5 separate regions of the Mus musculus genome follow, and all the other regions are linked to region 1. A link is a contact called in public Hi-C, HiChIP or PLAC-seq and promoter capture Hi-C data. All regions are on one chromosome and are shown on one strand. Each heading gives the region's core, a stretch centred on a gene start, on an enhancer-like site or on the middle of the called end of the contact. The rest is flanking DNA. Distances are from core to core; before and after follow the strand shown.

Region 1 (2,700 bases), core at 168-2,667:
CCCAGTTTGCCATGAATCTCCTCTCGTGCATTCGTTTCCTGCATTCTCCTAAAGCTACTTTTAAAAACCACTACCACTGAACAAACATAATCTCAACAAAATTTAAATTTTTTAAAATGTTATAACAGTGGAAGACTGCGGAAGGGGGAGTAAAGCACAATGTGCAATTTGAAGGAATGATACTAGCCGGATTACATACACTGGGATGTGTATGCCATAGAGCTGGGTTTCCCCACCTGTCGACCCCACTTCCCCCATGTGCTCGCTGCGGGATGACAACCACAACACTCCAGAACCACCCCCTCCAAGGAGGCGGGGTTATGAGATCAACCAATCAGAGCCCGCGATCCCGGGTGTCCAACCTATGGGGTGGCCGTGGCCATGCAGGGGTAGGACATAGGGTGGTCCGGGAGGGGCCGCGTCCGTGGGAGGAGTGCACGTGTCCAGAGAGGCGGGGAACCCGCGGGCGTCCAGCTGCCGAGGCGCCGGCCGGGTGTCCAAGTCCGGCTGCCCAGTGCGGTCTTGGACTGGGAAAGGCAGGCGATCGCCCGCAGAGGAAGACCTGTCCTTGTGTCCAGTTCCCAGCGAGAAGGAAAGACACAAATAACAACAATAGTACCTCGCGCAGATCGGGCAGAGAGGAAAGTTTCTGGCCCGCGCCAGAGTAGAGAACGCCAAGGCAGGGAGATGCTATGCAAGACAGGAGGAGGACACTATGGGAAGAACGGAACAACCGGAGGGCTGCGCGGGCAGGACAGGGTCCCGGGTGCGGTCCCCGGGAGGCGAGCGGCGGGGTGCGCTGTCCAAGGTGCAGGGGAGGCGGTTGGTGCGTGGTAGGCGCGGAGCCCGAGCGGACTCTAGCCGGCCAGCGATAAAAAAGAGCGGAGTACATCTGTGTGGGGCGCTGAGCACCCCCGGCTCATAAAAGTGCGGGAGCCCGAGGAGCGTCGGGGAAGGGCGCAGGGGGCTCCCCCACACCGCTGCCTTCCAGCCTCACCTCCAGCTCCGCTCCCCTCCCCCCTCGCCCACTCCCCTCGGTGCCTTGTTCCCCGGCCACGACGGGGGCGGGACCGGGAACCCCCCATGGGCGGCGAGTCCCTACGCCCCGGGGATGCTGCGGGCCGCGGAGCCGCTTACCTGGGGCCGCGGTGCGGGGATTCGAGGCAAGCGAGCGCCGGGCGCGGCGCGGCTCCTCCTTGCCTCGGCGTCTCCTCCCGATCGCGCTTCTGCCGGACTCTGTCCAGGGCGCCGAGCAGCCAGACCCGGCTAGACTGCAGCCTCCGCTCGCGCCGCCGCTGCTGCCGCAGACAGAGGACGCCCCGTGGCGGCTGGAAGCCTGTGTGAGTAGCAGCGCCCGGGAGAGTGGGATCTGCTCAGGGGCGCTGGAGACTCCGCGGCTCGGGGCGCGCGGGCGTGCGCACGCGCGCCTGAGAGTGTGAGTGAGTGTGCGCGCGCGCGCCCAGGAGTGGGGGGAGTCGCGAGGGGCGGGGGAGCGAAGCGGAGAGATGCTCGTAGGGACCGAGGCAAAATTCGTCGCCCCCGGAAATCCGTAAAGCGGTGAAAGGATGGGCGGCCTGTCTGGCCCGAAGAAGCGACTGGCCCGGCGGAGAAACCAGATGAGAGGCGGCGTGGCGCGCTCGAGCTCCGGATCCCGGCCGATCTGGAGCCGGAGGAGCGCTCTGCCACTGATGCTGCACAAGTGGTGCCCACGGCCGAGGATCGCGCTATTCCCTCGGGGGAGGAGCTGAGGCGACTCGCTCGTGCCACTGCTGCCAGTTTGAATTTCTAGGCTGGACGTTCAGGGACTGGTCTTGGTACCCCATGGTTGCCATGGCGACCTTGAAGGCGCCAGGCAGGCGACCGGGGTGCGGGGGGGAACTCGGTGCGTGCAGTGGACTCCAGGATGCTGAGATGCACTGCTCAACCCGGCGCTGTCTAAGGTTGAGCCTGGGCACAGAGGTTTTACCCAGGGTATTAGGATGCCTCAGTGGTGGTTGGGATCGCTCCAGATGAAAATGTTACCTTTTTGTTCTCCTTGGAAGCCACTTTCCCTCAAAGTTAGCCACCTCCATATAGAAGTATTGGCCCTCTCTTTGTTAGGATTCTGCCAACTGTCCCGATACACAAGTAACTCAAAGCAAGCTGAGAACACCTTCATCACCGAGCGCTCTAACACCTTAGAGATTATGACTAAATCCCACTTATCTGTCCTATTCCTGAAAGGTACATCGAGCTGTTGGTATAGTTTTCCATGCTTACTTTAAATAAGCAGACTTTATTCACCCAAGAATTCCTTCCAGGAGTGTAAGGTCCGTGTTGCAGTTGTCATGCTCTTCTTGGCAGGAATCCTCAAGAGCGGGTTAGGGTTTGCACTTTTGCCTGCCCTCCAAGACTTGCACAGCGCCCCTGTACACTGTGTGTTCTCTATAAATGTTGAATGAATGACATTGTTTTCTAGCTTCACATATCCTGAAGGCAGAAACTCAGATGGTGGGAATGTCATTACCATCCCACTAGGCTTGCTTGATTTAAACGTATGCCAGTTCCCTGTGTGAAAGACTATTTTTCCCCTCGGGCTGCCAGGCCCCAGTGCAAAGAAGGAACATAGGAGAAGACTGACCCATTGTGCAAATTTACCAAAAGATTCACGAAAAGAGCACTCAGAAAGGAACTTGGTGGTATAATCTGCCTGAGCAAAGG
Region 2 (2,700 bases), core at 71-2,570, 360 kb before region 1:
CTATCTCACACCACGAATGAAATCTGTCCCAAATTGAATTTGCCCAACATACTTACCTACCCTTGTCTCAGACTCTGTCCTGGGTGCCAACTGCCAAGGTCTAGCCTCAGCTTGGAGAGGGGGAGAAGGGATGTCTGGGAGCAACGAAAACAAACAACTTGAAGTCAAATCGTGGGTCCAAGCTGGTGGCCTTGTTCTCTCTGTTCAGTTTTATTTCTGATCTGCTTTCTCTAGAGGTGTCTGCCTGAAACAGTTCTCCAAGTCTCTCCAGTTCTCTCTTGCTATGCTAAAAACTTTCCCTGGCTAGCTCACAACCTAGGAGCAAAAACTCCGTCTTTTATTTTACATAATTTTACATATTAATGCAGTCATTTACTTCGGGTTTCCCTTTGGTTATCCTATGAATTAGCCTCCCTAGACCCAAGCTCCTTAATTTTTAGGCTATAGCAAACACACATTTTCTCTAAACCTTGCAAAAGAATTAGGAGATCTGCCTGCCTCTGTTAAGCTGGGTGGGACCCAGTCCTAAAATTACCATTTCTACCACACCTTGGTCCTGGATTCAGTATGTCCCAGGCTGACCTTGAATTCAGGAATCTGCCTGCATTTGTATAAGCCTGTCTTTGAATCTTTCTGAAAAGCTGGCTCATTAATGCAGCTGCCTTTGTTCCTTTATATTCCTGAAGCCCCTCATATAATTCATACTACATCTTTATATTTTTTTGCATATTTGACAAATTATATGTTTTCAAACTCATGATTTTAGAGTTCTTTGCTACTGGCTGGGCTGAGTGAAGGTCTCAGCTTTTACCATTTTGCATTTAAGCCACACCTTTGCTTCCTGGACTCCAGCTGTGTGATTATCATGGTGTCATTAATGTTAATAGGAAGGACTTCCTTTAAAGGAGGAATGTGTAATATATACATTATTATACAAATAGGCCTTAAGCCCTTGGCAGCCTTTGACTTGTGGAGGCCCACAGCCACTGACACGTGGAAGTCTCCTCGTGTCTGCTGTCCCTATTCCAGGGGCAAGAACTGCCCCCACCTAGGCCATGGCGGACAGACTCCTCTTTCTTTCTGTCATTTTTCTTAGTTTGTCTGGGAATGGGTGACCTAGAACTCCTTATGTAGATAAGTCTGTCCTCAGACTTACAAGAGTTAGTCCCAACTCTATCTCTTGAGTGCCGAGACTGAAGTGTGCTTTTTGTTTGTTTTTGTTCTGGTTTTGGCTTATGGTTCCTCTGGAGGTCTAGAGTCCATTGTGGTGGGGCAGAAACAGAATACTGACAGGAGCAGGAAACTGCCTGTTCTATTTCTGTCCACACAGGAAGTGGAGAGAGCAAACAGGAGGTGGGTTGAGGCAATAAAACCCTCAAAACCAACCCTCAAAGGCGTGGTGGCCCACGCCTTTAATCCCAGCACTCAGGAGGCAGAGGCAGGTGGATTTCTGAGTTCGAGGCCAGACTGGTCTACAAGGTGAGTTCCAGGCCAGCCAGGGCTACACAGAGAAACCCTGTCTCAAAAAAAAAAAAAAAATCACTTCATTCAGTGAAGCTGTATCATTCAAAACCTCCCCAAACAGACCACCAACTGGTAACCTAGTGTTAAAATACCTGAAGCAGTAGAGGACAAGTCTCCTTCAAACCACCTACTTCAGAAATGTACGCTTATCACCTGTCATGCTAATTCCTGTTTCTCTGGTTGCTTGTATTGTATTGTATAATACAATATCATTTTGAGCCTCTGGTAACATTGTGGTGTATGAATAACTATATCAGCACACTGTCCCAGTGTCCTCGAGAGGAGGATAAGTAACTGTGCAGAGTGGAACGAAACTGGCACAACAAGTGCATGAAATCTGGCACACAAACCCTGAACTCTAAGTCAAGGGCCTGTCTGGTTTCGGAATCTGGAGACTGAGAGATGTTTCAATTAGTTAGAAAATGAAAACAAAAGAGAATTTGAAGCAGCATCTCTGAGAGAGAGAGAGAGTCCCTCCACTGCACGCCGTGCTCCCTACCTGCCCTGAATCATGCCTGGGTCAGAGAATCTCACCACCACCACAAGAGAAATTGGAGAAGTTGGCTGCTGGGAGCATTGTTTTCCTATTAAATGAGAGCCTTGTGCAGTTTATCAGCAGAGTGCCCTGAATACCCGTGAGCAGAGGATGCGGTGGGTGGCAAGGTTCCCGGGAGGTATTTGTTACCTCAGACCCCACCTTTCCTTTCAAGCCTTGGAGCCCAGCAGTACAAAGAATCCAGCAGGTCACAGGAGAGATACACGAGGGAGGGGCTGGGGTCAGAGGTCAGAGTGACAACTGCATAGGCAGAAAAAGGGATTCCCCCAATTTCACTGCAGAAAAGTCCCCATGGTAGGCAAGACCATCATGTGTCATGGTTGCCAGATACTTCTCCCTGTTTCCACCCTACCTGAGCTGAGGGTCCATAAAGTAGACGTTATGCTGTCTGTATGCCCTTCCAAAGAGGTACCTAAACTTGTCATGGCAAAGAGGAAACCGCGATTGGCCCTTCCCCTTCGTTTCTTCTCGACTTCTGCACCATCTGATCGATTTCCAAGGCTGGACTCCTAGGACCCGTGGTTATTCTTCACGCTCCTTATACTCCACATGGACTCCCTAATGTTTCAATGATCATAATAAATGCCTCTGGAGGCCCTTCACATGGCTGCATCTCCAAT
Region 3 (2,810 bases), core at 252-2,751, 440 kb before region 1:
TGGACTCGTCTGCCATTTTCCGGGTGTGAAGCCAACCACGTTGGTAGGGATTTGTGTTACTTGCAAGTGGACACTACATCTAACTGACACATTCTGCAATGCCAAATGCCTAGGTACCATGAATGTGAGCAGTGGTCATCAAAACGAGACACTTGGGCCACATGGGGCTATCTATGCCTTTTCAGGTAAGAAATGTGGTTGGAAGCCATGTGCCCAAAGAGTAGACCTCGAGATGGGGTTTGCTGGTGGAAGGAAGAGTATAAAAAGTGCTTACAAGCTGTTAGTCGAAGAATTTATCCGAATGGGAAAGGAAAGCCAGAAAAAGGAGAAGGTTGGGAGACTGAAGGCCTGAGCTCAGACGTCTGCATTTCAAGAGTCATCTCTGACAGCCATCGCCACTTGGTGGGGGATTCCCTGATTGCAACCTCACTCATTCCTCAAAGGTAAACCCCTGTCCTGGGTGTGTTCCTCTCAGCTCAGGCATCAGGGCTGCAATGGCCCACCCCGAGCTTTACCACTGAGAGGCCCATTGACGATATACATTGTATCCTGTCTACCTAGTTGCTTCTAATCTGGCCCGAGGGCAGGAAGGCATGTTCAATTCTTCCAGCCTCATCCCCACTAGTCCCTATGTAACAGCACTGCCAAGGAGAGCATGATTTTCTCCTATTCCAACCATGTGAAGCCCACCATGGCTTCACAGCTGTTGTCAAGGGGACATTGCAAAAGGAGGCAATAAAGGGCATGCAGATACAGATGGAGACGTGGTTAGAATTGAGTCCCCTGAGCAGAGAGGTTGTGGACAGTAACAACTCTACTGTTTGGGCACGTGGCTTCCAACCATATCCACCCCCCAGCCCCTCCAGGAACTGTTCTTTCCATACTGTTTAGCCTTCCTTTTTTCTCTGCCAACCAACTCTTACCTTCTCTCTGGCCACTCATCCACTGCCGTCGTTCTTCCTTTCAAAGCTAGAGTCAGTATTAACTTTCCTTCTTCTCCACCTAGCAGTCCTAACTCTAGTGTGGCTGGACCTCCACAGCTGGGTCTAAGGCCGCCATTCAGTGCTGATGAGTTTTGCTAGTACAGTACCGATCCGTGTGAGGTGGAACACTCCTGTTCCCCACATTCCTTTCCTTTCAAGGCCAAGTGCTCCTGGGCTGGGCATTTGGTCACCTACCAGTTTACATTTGGGGATTCATTGCTCGGCACTTAACTCTGCATTGCTACAAAAACTGTCTAGCTGGCAACAAGGTCGTGCAAAATGTGTTCATACTTAAGATCCTGGCTCAGTCATCCCTCTCTGCCTTCCTACCCTAACAGACACATCACCCCTTAGGATTGTGCTGATGAAGGAGCGGCAGGCATTTGGCGCACTAGATCACTGCAAATAATAGTTATTTTCAGAAAAAATATGTAAATTGCATGTGTTGCTGTCATGTGTGGGTCCCCACACCTGGAACGGAATGGAGCAGAGGCCCCGGAGCGATGTCACTCAACAGCTTTTTACCAAGCGACAAGACCATCAGCAGCTGAGATGCATTGTGCTGCTGTGACATTAACTGCAGACATGGAGTGCCACAGAAAAAGTTGACGCCCCCTTTTTTTTTGAATAGAGCCCAGGGGTAATTACTGTGACTATTGTTCTATTAGAAAGCTCCATTTATGCTCCTTCATCAATTCAGGATCTTGACATGAAAAATCGCGGGCATTAAGTGTTTAAGGCAATTTGCTTTCCAAATGAAGAAAGTCTATTCTTCAGTCATCAGCGCAGATGGCCAAAGCTCACCTCACAAGGAGACTGAGGAGGGGGTTTGCTCCCTAAACAGAGCCCGGGGACATGTTCAAGGCCTGTTCCCAGTCATCAGTCCCAGTAGGATATACAGGTCTGGGTGGGCAGCCTGCAGGTGGACAGTGGCTGCCCCACAGGGGTGTGGTGTGAACTGAGGTGGGTCCAATGAGCCCAGATGAACCTGGCTGCCCTGTCTTGGGGGCCAGGCACGGAGTTCTGAGGAAAAGCTACAGAAATGTTGCTCACCTTGAGAAGTAAGCTCTCAGGGCAGGTCCGTGCTCTTCCACATGCCACAGAACATGAGTCGGTTATGAGGTGTGCCATTCAATATGGAGTAAAATGGGAGACTTCTGAGCTACTTACCCCCACATGAGAACATAAAATGGGAACAAAAGAAAAGGCCAAACCGTGACAAAAGAGATGGCCCCCCAAAGCGTTACTTACATTGAGTGAGGATCCCCGTTAAGGCATTTTTGAAGTTCTCCTTTGCTTCCTCCATTTCCTGCTCGTGGGTAGCCTTTTCATTCATGAGCCTGCGCACGTGGCTGTTGGCCGACTGAACCATGGAGTAGAACTGGTTTGCCGAGCGCCGGTTCACCTCCCCACGCTCGATCCAGGACAGCAGAACTGTGATAGCCTCAGAGAACTTGCTGTCATCTAGAACGGAAGGTGACGGCAAGAAAAAGCCACGTCATCAGGCTGTTCTCAAAGCATGTGAGGTCTCCCCGAGTAGTGCTGCTTTCTCAGAACTTGACAAATTAGCTTTCCTCTGAAGGAGGCTTTGTCATTCCATAGCTTAGCTATTCTCTTCTTCCTCTGGCTCCATGGAACCACCTAGAACCTATTCAGGTATTTCTCTGGGAGCTGTGCTGGGAATTCTTTTTTTCTTCCTTTCTTTCTTTCTTTTCTTTTCTTTTTTTTTTTTGTTTTTTTTTTTGTTTTTGTTTTTGTTTGTTTGTTTGTTTGTTTGAGACAGGGTTTCTCTGTATAGCCCTGGCTGTCCTGGAACTCACTTTGTAG
Region 4 (2,700 bases), core at 166-2,665, 490 kb before region 1:
GTGATCAGCAGTTTAATGGCATCCTGTTGGTTTTTTTGAATATTTATCAGTCCTTGTCTGACTTTTTTTTTTTTTTTTAAAACTGGAAGAAGCAGGAGTAAACTTGCTGTCAGAAAACACAGTTCAAAGTTGATGGGACCCTTGTGCCGAAGACACTGCACAACCTGGATGCAAGATACAGAGAAATCATGGTGAAGCTGAGCTTGTTCCCTGCCGGTTGATGTTTATTGTGCCAGGTGGTGCTGCGCAGGCGGCTGCTGGTTGTGAGGTAGTGTGACAATTACCCATGTGACAATTCTATGAGTTATAATACCCACCTGCCAGGCCAGGCACGATGTAACCATTGGTACGATGATGGCAAAACTCTTTGAGGAGTAACCAATAACTCCCTGATTGGATTTGAGGCCCACCCACTCCATAAAAAGTGATTTATGTCTAATACTACAAACCCAGTCTAGAATTTGTCACAAGAGGTCTTAGCTCCTAGGAGTGAACCTAAAACTTCTGGTTAGCTGAATTGACTCAGCATCAAAACACCTTCTCAATATATTTATATCCACAGACAGAGGCTACAGTCAGAGAAGTTTCACCATATAACAAACTGGTTAATATAGACTCGTGGTTACACAGATGCTGAGACTAAAGGACAGCTGAGGGCTCAGATATACGTAAGACATTTAGAGAACCCCCATTAGAACTCAGGGAACACTGCAGAAGAAGTAACAGAAAAATAATACAGGCATCAGAAGGCAGGGAAGAGGGCTGTGTAATTCCGTGTCCCAAGCTTGACAGAGGCCTTGCAATCACGAGCGCAGAGCAATTGTGCCCGCATCAGTCTGCCCACACAGCAGTTGGTTATAGATGGAGAGGGGGGTGCATGGGGCTCTACCAGTTATGCTGATCGATTGGCAGTGGACAGATTCTGGGCGTAGGGGGAGGCATAGGAACTAGTTCTATATCCACTGGTCGTCCTGCCAGGTTTGATTAGTTCTAAACTCGGGATCAGACAGATCGCCACAGTTAAACTCTTTGGGGGATACAAATCATACAAAATTGTTAAATAGAAATGATAAACATCTAATTTTTAAAGATTATGTTTAAGAATATGGTATTTTGGGCAATGCTTATGAATGAAAATAAAAGTACTATTTAAGTTTAAGTATGGATGAGCCGTAACCAGACAGACCCTCCATTTACGACAGTGGCTAACAGTGACTGGTTAAACTGACTTTCCCTGACAGACCACGACATGGGACACGTGGAATACTCCTGCAGTCTTGCAGGAATTCATCAGGCTCAAGGTCCTTTGGAAAACACAGTGGCTGTGTTTTCAGAAGGATGCTTTCTGTGCGTCTCAGTCATAGGCAGCTCTCCATGTGCAGATGAAGAGATACATCTACACAGAAGGCCTGCAAATGAATATTCATAACAAATTTGTGCATGTTTACCCCCAAAGTGCAAACAACATTAGACGTCTGTGAGCTAGTGGCTAGAGAAACGATCTGCAGCTTTTCCTTACAATTGAATTCTACTCGATAGACTGGAAAGGGAACAGAGCACACAGTGGCAACACAGAGGGACCTTCAATGCATGCTAAGCAAAGGCAGCAAGCCTAAACAGGCTGCAGACAGCAAGTCCTAGAAATGGCAAGCTGTGAGGGTAGATTTCAGGTCGGTGGATCCAGGAAGCGGGGTGGCATGAACAGGGGGCTGAGGGTGTGGCCATGGAAATGACTGACAGATTGATTTCTATAGTGGTCTCACGTGACTTAATTTAGCATTTGTCAGAATTCATAGAACTAAATACATCTAAAGAACAAATTTTACTTTATTAGATCTAATAAAACCACTCTGTGGTGGTTTGAGTATGCTTGGCCCACAGGGGGTATGTTAGGAGGTACTGTTAGGAGGCGTGGCCTTGTTAGAGGAAGCAAGTTGCTGTGGGGGTGGGCTTTCGAGGTCCCCTCCTATGCTCAGGCTCTGCCCATTGCACAAGAGAGCTTCCTCCTCCTCAATGCCAGGATGCCTGCCTTTCCTGGTTGCCTTGGAAGATGCAGAACTCTCAGGTCCTTCCTGGTACCATCTCTGCCTGTAGGCTGCCATGCTTCCTGCTATCATGGTAATGGACTAAACCTCTGAAACTGTAAGGCAGCCCCAATTAAAGGTTTGTCTTTATGAGGGTTGCCTTGGTCATGGTGTCTCTTCAGAGCAACAGAAACCCTAAATAAGACATGCTCAGTGTAGGGATCTGAAGATGAACAGAGCTTAAAATGTTTATATTCTTTGTTTGTATGCCTAAAGATACAAATGAACATAAAAAATGACCCTAACTTCCTTAGCCTCCCAGCAGAGAGAAGAGGCTAACTTAATTGCTGTCGTATGGCTTGGTAAAGGTGATCGTGTTACCATGGCTACAAGCTGTTATTTCCTCTTGTATGAAACGTCTAATATTGTTAAATTATGACTCATGTGTAGTGTAGGGTCAAACTTAGAAACAAATACCAGGACAAAGTCACCCTAAGGCTCCTCATTTTTAAGACCTCTGCTCGGTACTGTTGTTTTTTGTTTTTCCATAAACACGTAAGAAACAGAGCAATGCTCATGAGCGTACTGGCAAGGGAATAGAAGAGGAAACAAACCAGAAACTTCTGGCTAACGCTGAAGGCAATTCTAAAAATCATCCGCTACTTCTAAGGCCATT
Region 5 (2,700 bases), core at 35-2,534, 310 kb before region 1:
CATTGCCAATTTGCTTCCTAGGAAATCTGCTTGCCTTTAGTTTCTATATTCATATATAAGTGTGTGTGTGTGTGTGTGTGTGTGTGTGTGTATGTGTATATACATACATACATACATACATACATATAAATGCATGTATGAATATATACACACATATATGTAAAACTAAGTCTATATATAATATATTGGTATACATTATTATATAATACATATGTCTAATGCAGATTATGATTATATCATGCATATAATCCTTATTTCATATATACTTATTTTCTGATTGTTTCCCTTTGTATATAGAATGCTCATTTTAGGTGATGACTATAGTAGTGTTTCTCATCTTTTTGAAAGATGTTATGAAGTTTTGAAAGTTCTTCATTTGCTTCACCAAGAATCTTCTCCAAGTCCCCCTAATATCGTCTCATCTCTCCTCTCCTCTCCTCTCCTCTCCTCTCCTCTCCTCTCCTCTCCTCTTCTCTCTGCCTTTCTTTTTCTCTGGATCTTTACATGTTAGTCTCTATTTTATATTGAAGGTATTATTTAAGTGGCTACTGACTTTTCACAATTAATTTATATTTAAGATACTCTTATATGTAGTATATACTGAAAGATAGACACATATAAGAGAAGGGATGCCTCTGTCTCTGTTTCACATTTCTGGATGGAGTTTGTGTAACTGCAAAGTAAGGAGGTCAGATGGAGTCCCCCTAAATATTCATGGGGGAGTTCTATAGATCATGTACAAACAGGTCACCATCTCTTGACCCCCTTTCTACCATCCTGGAAGGTCTAGACTACAATATCTTCTCTAACATGCCTGTTTGATCTCGTTTTACCTGGCATTATGTGAACTTATATGGCTATGGAGCCTCCTCTTTTATTTCTCTCAGGCAATGCCTACTAATGAACTACGGAAAGATGCTATGAGTTGATGTTCAATGTTTGATTCTAACTTGTTTCCCTGCATTTTACAAATCCAGCTAGAGATGTTCATTAAGAAAGAAGTCAGAGCACAATCTGCTAATGTTTCTATTTATTGATGCTTCCTCCTATAGCGTCATATAAATTACAGAGTGGCAGGAAGAGCTATGATGATTTCAATAAAACTAGACATTTCCAAGCATAGCTTAATATCTCATCTCTAGCTGCATCCAGGACAGCTGGACACTCAACCATTGGCTGAATCGCTGCATCACTGATTTGATTTGGTTATGAAGACAGTCAGATTGCTGGAAACACATCTGGCCATTTTGGCAATCAGTGAATGAAATGAATCAACTGTGTGGCACTCAGATCAGACCGAATGCTCAGTGATCAGTGTAGGAGGCAGGAATGGGGTAAGTTTATTCTTAGACTGTAGGACCATATTAGGACAGCAAGATGTTACCCGAAGGGATTCTCATGATCATTTCAACGCCATCATATACACCAAACCATTAAAAGTCAAAACATTTTCCCCTTTCTATTAACCTACTGACATTTACTTTTATCTCAAAGGAAGGGGCTGTCCTGAGTGTCACAAGGACATGCAGCAGATCAAGATCCTAACAGGACCCAGGGATCAGCTGTCAGCAAGTTTCCATGCAGTTGCCGGAAGTCTCCTCTTCATTTAAAAAACAAAACTAATTCTCAAGGAGTTTATGGATTTATAGTTGATTATAAACACAATTTTCAGCTTCCCTCTTTACTCTTGCTTCATTACAGAATCTTTCTTAGTTTATCTACATACAGGACATAAAAAGTCAATGAATACTTTGATGCCATTATGTGTGGTGTTAACTTCAGAAAGTCCGTGAGAATCTGTTATACTCTTTCCTTTGCTTTACTCAGAAAGTCCCTGAGAATCTGTTACAATATTTCCCTTCCCTTGCTCCCAAGCCTGTCTCTTCTCTCCAGACTGCCAAGGTTTCAAGGTCTGTAACTGTTCTTATCTTTCCATTCAGAAAGTCTATCCAAAGCAGCACACTTTTCCTTTTACCAGAAGAAGGCATGTCAAAACTCAATGCTGTGTCATCCAAACATGAGTCAGTTGGCCATACTGCAAACAACAGTTTTGGTTTGCCCAGGACTGAACGATGTTCCACTAGGTTGGACTTTGATATCAGAGTGCTCTCTCAACAGCCCTCAAACTGGGTCACCTTGAGTGGCAGCTTGAGAGAGGACTGTGTGTGACACAGATGCCACCAGTTGTGGTTTCAATCCGTGTATCAGAAGTGCTTGTCTGTCATCACGAAACAGATGCAGAAAGCGATGAAGCACCAGATGGGTGAATGGGCTTAATGCCCTTTAAGTTTCCTTGATACCAGTAGATCTCAATTCTGGCTGCTCACAGAAATCATCTGGTTGGGCCCGAGGAACAGTGTTCTAATGACCCCAGCAGGACTGCAGGGGTGCCTTGGAAAGAATATGCTACATTTACCAAGATTCAAATTACAGGTCTACAAACAGCCCCTTCTAACAACAACAACAACAACAACAACAACAATCCTCTTTATGAGCTTTGCCTTAAAAAATGCAGCATGCCAACATCTACTTCATACATAAAAACAGAACACACAAACTATATTTATTGGTATGTATGTATGTATGTATGTATGTATGTATTGGAACATGGTCCAAGAATGGGTCATGTGAGGGGAATTTTGAGTTCAAAAACTACAAGAAAACAAGACAAGAGTCTTGTGACCTCAGATTCTTTAAAAA

The links. Promoter capture Hi-C pulls out the DNA fragments that hold promoters and counts their contacts. A called contact is a pair of places that touch in the nucleus more often than the background predicts. HiChIP or PLAC-seq counts read pairs in DNA pulled down with a chosen protein or histone mark.
Region 2: a contact with region 1 is called in an H3K4me3 HiChIP or PLAC-seq map of embryonic stem cells, with 14 read pairs. The contact joins the enhancer-like site here to the promoter of Enox1 in region 1. A contact is called at or near these places in 7 of 39 promoter capture datasets (cranial neural crest, embryonic stem cells, frontonasal cranial neural crest and 3 more), 5 of 484 Hi-C or Micro-C datasets (cerebral cortex, embryonic stem cells and nephron progenitors), 18 of 115 datasets of contacts at active chromatin or transcription factors (acute myeloid leukemia, cardiomyocytes, embryonic basal ganglia and 8 more) and 2 of 9 other capture datasets (adipose tissue and embryonic stem cells).
Region 3: a contact with region 1 is called in an H3K4me3 HiChIP or PLAC-seq map of embryonic basal ganglia, with 5 times the contacts expected there. The contact joins the enhancer-like site here to the promoter of Enox1 in region 1. A contact is called at or near these places in 12 of 39 promoter capture datasets (the 3T3-L1 cell line, 3T3-L1-derived adipocytes, HPC-7-derived erythroid cells and 7 more), 7 of 484 Hi-C or Micro-C datasets (the C2C12 cell line, the N1E-115 cell line, cerebellum and 3 more), 17 of 115 datasets of contacts at active chromatin or transcription factors (SST interneurons, VIP interneurons, astrocytes and 12 more) and 2 of 9 other capture datasets (embryonic stem cells and pancreatic islet).
Region 4: a promoter capture Hi-C map of hippocampal neurons shows a contact between it and region 1, with 9 times the contacts expected there. The contact joins the enhancer-like site here to the promoter of Enox1 in region 1. A contact is called at or near these places in 13 of 39 promoter capture datasets (the 3T3-L1 cell line, 3T3-L1-derived adipocytes, embryonic stem cells and 8 more), 1 of 15 datasets of contacts at CTCF or cohesin (pro-B cells), 9 of 484 Hi-C or Micro-C datasets (the HL-1 cell line, bone marrow-derived macrophages, brown adipocytes and 5 more), 16 of 115 datasets of contacts at active chromatin or transcription factors (SST interneurons, craniofacial prominence, differentiating embryonic stem cells and 9 more) and 2 of 9 other capture datasets (embryonic stem cells and liver).
Region 5: a contact with region 1 is called in a Hi-C map of the N1E-115 cell line, with 5 times the contacts expected there. The contact joins the enhancer-like site here to the promoter of Enox1 in region 1. A contact is called at or near these places in 16 of 39 promoter capture datasets (the 3T3-L1 cell line, 3T3-L1-derived adipocytes, the HPC-7 cell line and 11 more), 1 of 15 datasets of contacts at CTCF or cohesin (the NIH/3T3 cell line), 23 of 484 Hi-C or Micro-C datasets (the 3T3-L1 cell line, 3T3-L1-derived adipocytes, the Ba/F3 cell line and 17 more), 21 of 115 datasets of contacts at active chromatin or transcription factors (the NIH/3T3 cell line, PVALB interneurons, SST interneurons and 14 more) and 2 of 9 other capture datasets (adipose tissue and pancreatic islet).

Annotation. Positions count from the first base shown.
Region 1 is chr14:77,155,480-77,158,179 of GRCm38.p6, reverse strand. Enox1 (ecto-NOX disulfide-thiol exchanger 1) reads right to left here and starts at 1,417. Exons shown (of 19, transcript NM_172813.3): 1 at 1,138-1,417.
Region 2 is chr14:77,517,746-77,520,445 of GRCm38.p6, reverse strand. The region is part of intron 7 of Enox1 (ecto-NOX disulfide-thiol exchanger 1); the gene reads right to left. Among named protein-coding and RNA genes, the nearest start is that of Gm6994, 12 kb to the right of the region's middle. Within about 2 kb of position 1,320, at least 45 of the 459 cell types and tissues checked have an H3K27ac peak or open chromatin away from gene starts, as enhancers often do. A contact at or near this core is called in acute myeloid leukemia and embryonic stem cells, where this site is marked.
Region 3 is chr14:77,592,417-77,595,226 of GRCm38.p6, reverse strand. It overlaps Enox1 (ecto-NOX disulfide-thiol exchanger 1), which reads right to left. Exons shown (of 19, transcript NM_172813.3): 11 at 2,235-2,447. Gm52115 (a long non-coding RNA gene) reads left to right here. Exons shown (of 3, transcript XR_003951128.1): 3 at 114-2,236. Among named protein-coding and RNA genes, the nearest start is that of Gm52115, 2.8 kb to the left of the region's middle. Within about 2 kb of position 1,501, at least 14 of the 459 cell types and tissues checked have an H3K27ac peak or open chromatin away from gene starts, as enhancers often do. A contact at or near this core is called in embryonic basal ganglia, where this site is marked.
Region 4 is chr14:77,641,381-77,644,080 of GRCm38.p6, reverse strand. All of the region lies in intron 14 of Enox1 (ecto-NOX disulfide-thiol exchanger 1), which reads right to left. Among named protein-coding and RNA genes, the nearest start is that of Gm52115, 46 kb to the right of the region's middle. Within about 2 kb of position 1,415, at least 2 of the 459 cell types and tissues checked have an H3K27ac peak or open chromatin away from gene starts, as enhancers often do. A contact at or near this core is called in hippocampal neurons, where this site is marked.
Region 5 is chr14:77,464,410-77,467,109 of GRCm38.p6, reverse strand. The region is part of intron 5 of Enox1 (ecto-NOX disulfide-thiol exchanger 1); the gene reads right to left. Among named protein-coding and RNA genes, the nearest start is that of Gm6994, 41 kb to the left of the region's middle. Within about 2 kb of position 1,284, at least 18 of the 459 cell types and tissues checked have an H3K27ac peak or open chromatin away from gene starts, as enhancers often do. A contact at or near this core is called in the N1E-115 cell line, PVALB interneurons, SST interneurons and 1 more, where this site is marked.